2 separate regions of the Callithrix jacchus genome follow, and region 1 is linked to region 2. A link is a contact called in public Hi-C data. All regions are on one chromosome and are shown on one strand. The core of a region is the stretch at or near the end of the contact, and the rest is flanking DNA. Distances in the headings are between cores, read along the strand shown. Region 1 has its middle 11 kb from the start of SLC29A3. Region 2 has its middle 19 kb from the start of CDH23.

Region 1 (3,037 bases), core at 522-3,021, 69 kb before region 2:
GGCTCACACCTGTAATCCCACACTTCTGGAGGCCGAGGCAGCAGGATTGCTTGAGGCCAGTAGTTGGTGATCAGCCTGGAGAGCACAGTAAGAGTCCATCTCTACAAAATAAAAATCCATTTTTAAAATTGTCAGGCATGGTGTCACATGCCTGTGATCCCAGCTATTTGGGAGGCTGAGGCAAGATCTCTTGAGCCCAGGAGTTGAAGGCTACAGTAAGCTATGATGGTGCCACTGCACTCCAGCCTGGGCAACAGAGTGAGACCTTCTCTTTAAAAAAAAGACAACAAAAAACCTTCTTATTAAAAAAAGATGCTGATGCCCCTTTAGCAGGCTAGACATGAAGGCTGCTATCTGCCAGAGGTGCTCAGATGGTCCACAGGCCCTACTCGCGCGAGTTTATGAGTGTAAGTCGGAGTCCTCTCAGTGATCTCAACTCAGGAGTTGCAGTCTAGGGGAGGAGCACCAGTGAGTTCCTGCTTTCCTGCAATCAGGAAGGGCTGGGCAGCCAGGCCCACTGGGGGTGGCTTGAACCTGCACACTTAGTTTCTCTACTTAAAAGGCTTCCTAAACATGAGGGACCTTGATACCTAGAAATTCAGTAATATTGTTCTAATCCACAGATGGGCCCAGGACTGGGGGAAGGGTAGTACATCAGGCCTGGACTCAGCCCCCAGGCAGCTCACAGTAGAATAGAGTGAATTATCATAGCTGGTACCACGCACCCTGAGACGGTGCCCACAGAGTGTCGGGGGGCAGGAAGATGGGAAGGGATCCCTCTAGCTGCCCCACCTCCAGAGATGGTGATGTGTATGCAGGCTGGCAGAATCCAAGAGAGTACAGGAGCAGGCTGGGGTCTGGGACGACAGAGGGATGTGGCTCCCTACTGGTCACCTGCCTACTGTCACATGAATTTGCTCCTGGGCATTGGGATCAGCTTGAAGAAGCTGGGCCTCAGGAGTTTGTCCACAGACCAAGGGTCAAAAACACGCATGTCTCCAGACTGCTCAGTCATGTGAATGAGAGAAGCCGCCAAACCAGCAACTCACTTCACAAAGAAATGTGCCTGCTCAGCATTTTCTTGAAACATCAAGCTGTCTCAGCATATCATTCATTTCTCACTTTTCTTAGCAGCACAGGTCTCTACTTGAGTGAAATAGAGGACAGACATCCTGTTCAGTGGCCTTTCATATTTGGCTGCAGTGCTATAGGGAAGTGATAGGGAGAAGTGGGGGCTGTAACCAACTGGAGACTACAGAGCCCACTTGTAGGGGTAGGCCCTCACCACTCAAATCTGTGAGTGCCTAGGACTGCACCATCCTCCTTTTAGAAACCAGAAACCAGGGTTTGGAAATGTACCTGAAATCATTCTATTTGTATCTGTTGGCTCCAATTGTTTTTAAACTGCAGGCCAAACAATATCCATCCAGTTTGTGATCTGTCCCAGTTTGTGGGAAGCTATGGAAAGGTTTTGAAGCAAGGGAGGGTCAGGCTTAACTTCAGGGGTTTGCCGGCTGGGACATAGTCCTGAGCCCCTGGCCCTCTCTAGAGACTGCCAGGCACCCCTGCCAGGGTGTTGCATTCCCTGGATTGCATCAGGGGACCATGATGCCCACACCACCTACCTCCCTCCTTCGTCCCTCTGGGTTAGTGGCTAAGGCTGGTCCTCTCCCCATGAGCCTCTCCTCTGCCTGATGAAACTCAAGGCAGGGCTTGGCTACCAGGCCCTGAGGTTGCAACAATTCTCCTGCTACCAGGTACCCAAGGACAGATGCCCAGAACCCACATCAGTATATACTGCCATTACCCCAAGGGAGTGCACTGGCCAGAGGTTATGGCCAAGGACTGCCAGGGTTCATTTGGATCTATTTCACAGGCTTCTAGGATGGCAAAGGTAGGGGTCCTTGGCTGTGATCTAATCCATCCTCATCTGATTCCAGAACTCCTTCCACAATGGCTCATACAAGGACTTCCCCAGTCTCTGCTTGAATACTTCCAGAGATGAGGAACTCTCTACTTCCTAATTGTCACAGTAGCTGGCATTTTAATAAATTCCTACTTATTTTCACAGCAGGGGCTGCTTTTATCCACAGGAACCGACAGGAGTAAGTCTAAGCCTTCTACTCCATGCCACCTTTTTGAATATTTGAAAACAGTTTTCTTGGCCCACTCTGCCTCTTTTCCTCCTGCCAAGTGCTCCTATGTCTCACGAGGCTGAGCTCAGCATCCATGTGCCCATTGGTGCTCCCTCGGGGTTCTGGTGGCTTGCCTCCACTTCCTCAATTCCCACAGTGTAATTACAAAGCTAACATTATACATAGTTCCAGCTCAGTGGCAGGTTTAAGGCAACAAGCTTTGGGGTCAGCCTGACCTTGGTTTATGGCCAGACTCTACCATCTGCTCTCCATGTGACCTTGAGCCAATTGCCTAAACTCCTGGAACCTCAGATTTTCCAGCAATGAGGATAACAAACCTTCTCTGTAGACTTACTGTAAGGATTAAATGAGGTAATATGTATAAATATTGAGAGTGATCAGCATTAATCTCTTTCCATTTTGTCATCATCAGCATCAGCAGTTGCTGGTGTGTCACTGGATGATCACTATCTCTTTTCGCCCATTAGATAAAGATGAGAAGGAGGAATATGCTCCTTGCATTTGCAGACAGCTGCAAATTTGCAGATTACCAAGCACCATGTGTCCCACATTTTCTCTTTAGATAGCCAGGAGGAGGCCAGGGAGCCACATGGCTAGAGCACTGACTCCCAGTCCAGTGCTCTCGCTCTGGCCCCACACAGTGGGAAGCACAAGCCAGCTGTAGCCTTTTACTCCCTAGCCTGTACTGCCCCTGATATTGACATATCTCTATGGCATTCCGCAAACACCATCATGCCAATGCTTTCCTTGATTACCGGAATGAATCCCACTGCAACTCCGCTGGAGGCAGTCAGGACAGGGACCTTCCTTTTGGCCTCACAGGTGGATAAACACAGGACAATTAGCATCTTGCCCACTTGGATTGGAAGCAGAACTCCAGC
Region 2 (3,251 bases), core at 259-2,758:
GGTCTTCTACTTCCTGTTTACACTTTGGTCCACCTCTATTTTTGCCCGTTCCTCCCCATCTTCCAGTTATACCTAACACCACCACTGACACTGACACTGACACTGACCAACATAAGCTGTGTTATTGTAAATTCTTGGCAAATAATTTAGGAACTGCCTCTTCTTTTTCACCTAAAAAATCACTATGGCCGGGCACAGTAGCTCATGCCTATAATCCCAGCACTTCGGGAGGCCGAGGTGGGCAGATCATTTGAGGTTAGGAGTTCAAGACCAGCCTAACCAATATGGTGAAACCCCATCTCTACTAAAAATAAAAAATCAGCTGGGCATGGTGGCATGCACCTGTAAGCCCTTCTACTCAGGAAGCAGAGGCAGGAGAATCGCTTGAACCTAAGAGGCGGAGGTTGCAGTGAGCCGAGATAGCACTACTGCACTCCAGCCTGGGCGACAGAACAAGATTCCATCTCAAAAAAAAAAAAAGTCTGCTAGAGCAGTCTGTGCTACAAGAGGTATGCAGATTTTTATCAGGCCCAGAGAGACTGAGTTTGGGACTTTGGTCATTCCCTGCCCCCGTGCCAGGGCAATTTTTTAAGGACATTTTATTCTTAATTAGCCTCACCCATCATCTTCATGTTCCTGGAATTTGTGGTACAAAGAACAATGTATAGCCAACCAATAGTTTATGTTATTTTTATGTGACTCACTACTGTGCAGTGAGTAGTGTGGTGATGTAGTCACAGCTCACTGAAGCCTCAACCTCCCTGGCTCAAGCAATCCTTCTACCTCAGCCTTCCAGGTAGCTGGCACTACAGGTGCACCACCACACCTGGTTAATTTTTGTATATATATATATATATATTTGTAGAGGCAGGGTTTTTCCATCTTTCCCAGGATGGTCTCGAACTCCCAGGCTCAAACAATCTGCCTGCTCTTTGGCCTCCCACACTGCTGGGATTATAGGTGTGAGCCACCCCTCATCTCCCTGCATTGCCCAGGCTGGAATGCAGTGGTGTGATCTCGGCTCACTGCAACCTCCACCTCCTGGGTTCAAGTGATTATCCTGCCTCAGCCTCCCGAGTAGCTGAGACTACAGGTGTGCACCACCACATCTGGCTACCATAGTTGGCCAGTCTCGTCTCAAACTCCTGATCTCAAGTGATCCACCCACATCAGCCTCCTAAAGTGCTGGCATTACAGGCGTGAGCCACAGTGTCAAGCCCTGTCTTTTCTCAAGGTCAGTTGGCCTCTTCTTTTTCCCTTAAAAATTCAACGTCACAGAGCTGGACCAAGTTGGTTAGGCTGAGGGATAGGTCCTGGAGTGCTCCGATCTCTGGGCCTCAAGGCCCAAGCTGGGGAGGCACAGCAGGTGGGGAGGTGACCAGGCCGCCGGCGGATGCTCCCGGAAGATGCTCCAAGCTGCCGCTCCGGGTCTTCTCTGCACTAGGGCTGCCCGGAGACTCCCATGGCAGTGACACAGGAAGCGGGGTGCGGCGAATCGTCAGGTCCGCAAGGCCACCCCGTTCAGCAACCCACGGCGATGCCGGGCCCGCAGCGCTGAGCTCGGCCAGGAATAGCTCCTAAAGCCAGGGCCTGGACCGCCCCGCTAGCCTCTCTGTCAGGCAAACCGCAACCGGTCATAAAGCAGATGGTCGCGCGCGGCTTCCGGGAGCCGCGGGGCAGGCCGGTAGCCGGGCCACACAGCCAATCCCCGCGCGGGGGCCGTCAACAGTTACCCGGCAACGGGGCGGACGCCCAGTCGAGGGGGCGGAGCCAGTGGGTCAGGGAGAGCGGGCTTGAAAACTCTAGGGAGAGGCGACCTGCCAATTCCGGAATTTTGTTCTGTCCCCAGGTCACTCATTCCTACCTGGTCCTGGAAGAAGATTGTCAACGCAAATGATAAAAACCAGAAATAAACCATGGGAACAACTAATGATTTAAAAAGATACTCATATTTGTTGAGCACTTACTATTGGCCTGACTCTTTGCAGGGATTATTTAATTTGATCATCTGATTTTGTAGGGAAAGTATGTTCACTGTCCCAATTTGTAAATGAGTAAACAGGAGTTTAGACAGATTAAGCATCTTGGCCAAACTACCTCAAACTAGGAAGTGGCAGAGCTGGAATTTGAACTTGGGTGGTCATGAACTCAGGTGGCTTGTCTTCTTAATGAGTCAAACCGTCTACACACATTTCACTTCAGGGAACCTAAATATGTGTTCTATCGAATCCATGCAGGGCCATTCCAGGTTTTATGGGGTCTGAAGCTTGGACAATTTGGGGGTACCTCTTTTGAAAAAAAAAAAGAATAAAAAATGCAAATATAAAATTATGTACAAAAAAGAACTTATTTCGAATGTAAAAAGAAATCACAATAAAATATTTTTGCTACTTTTACAAAAATATATGACCATATGAATGCCTAGCTAGGGACTCAGTAAAGCCATCTTTGACCCTTAGCTTCCATTGAAATCCTTCAACCAGATGTCAAACTATCTTGCCGGCTTCTCTGAGGTTCTCCTCCCCACCCTGTCTCCCAGCCAAAGGGCCTGAAGACCCTAGCAACAGGCTTAATAGAGCTTTTCTGGCTGTAGGAGCAATTTGGCCTGAGTCAACTTGAGTGCCAGAGGGTGAATGCACTCAGAAGCAGTCCTCAAATACTGATTGTACAGAGAGTTGGTGGATAAATTCCCTAGCTTCCTCACCCCTCAAGTGAGATGATGCTGAGACACTTGGTGGTTCTTAGGGTGTAGTCCCAGACCAGCAGCAATCTGTACCACTTGAGAACTTGTTAGAGATGCAAATTCTCAGGCTACTACTACCCTGTACCTACTGAATCTGAAACTCTCCGGGCTGGGGCCCAGTCATTGGTGTTTTAACGAGCCCTCCTAGTGAGTCTGTGCTGAGTTTGAGAACCACTCTTCTGTGAGGCTGTTCCCCAGAGCTCCCTTATGGGTTTGAGCTCCCATTGTCTACAATGGTAACCTGCTTGATAGAAAATCATTTCCGGTCTCTTTCCCTTTCTTACCTCACTTCCTCATTCTTCAGCTGGAGCTTCCAGAAGTCACTTCTAATACACTACTTGCATTTAAATCCTTGTCTGGGATTGGCTTCTAGAGAAACACCACCTTAGATAGAGAACAACTGGGGAGGTGTCATTGCCCAATGAGGAGGAGGGTGATGGTTGGCTTCAGGGAGGACCAAACGCTCTGCTAAATGCTTTGCTTCATTGTCTGATTCACGCTCATAATG

The links. Hi-C and Micro-C count contacts between places; a contact is called where the count stands out from the background.
Region 1: a contact with region 2 is called in a Hi-C map of induced pluripotent stem cells, with 2.4 times the contacts expected there. The contact joins two enhancer-like sites. A contact is called at or near these places in 2 of 3 Hi-C or Micro-C datasets (induced pluripotent stem cells and skeletal muscle).

What each region holds. Positions count from the first base shown.
Region 1 is chr12:58,836,320-58,839,356 of calJac240_pri, reverse strand. No RefSeq gene overlaps it. Among named protein-coding and RNA genes, the nearest start is that of SLC29A3, 11 kb to the right of the region's middle. Within about 2 kb of position 1,771, at least 2 of the 16 cell types and tissues checked have an H3K27ac peak or open chromatin away from gene starts, as enhancers often do.
Region 2 is chr12:58,766,773-58,770,023 of calJac240_pri, reverse strand. No RefSeq gene overlaps it. Among named protein-coding and RNA genes, the nearest start is that of CDH23, 19 kb to the right of the region's middle. Within about 2 kb of position 1,508, at least 9 of the 16 cell types and tissues checked have an H3K27ac peak or open chromatin away from gene starts, as enhancers often do.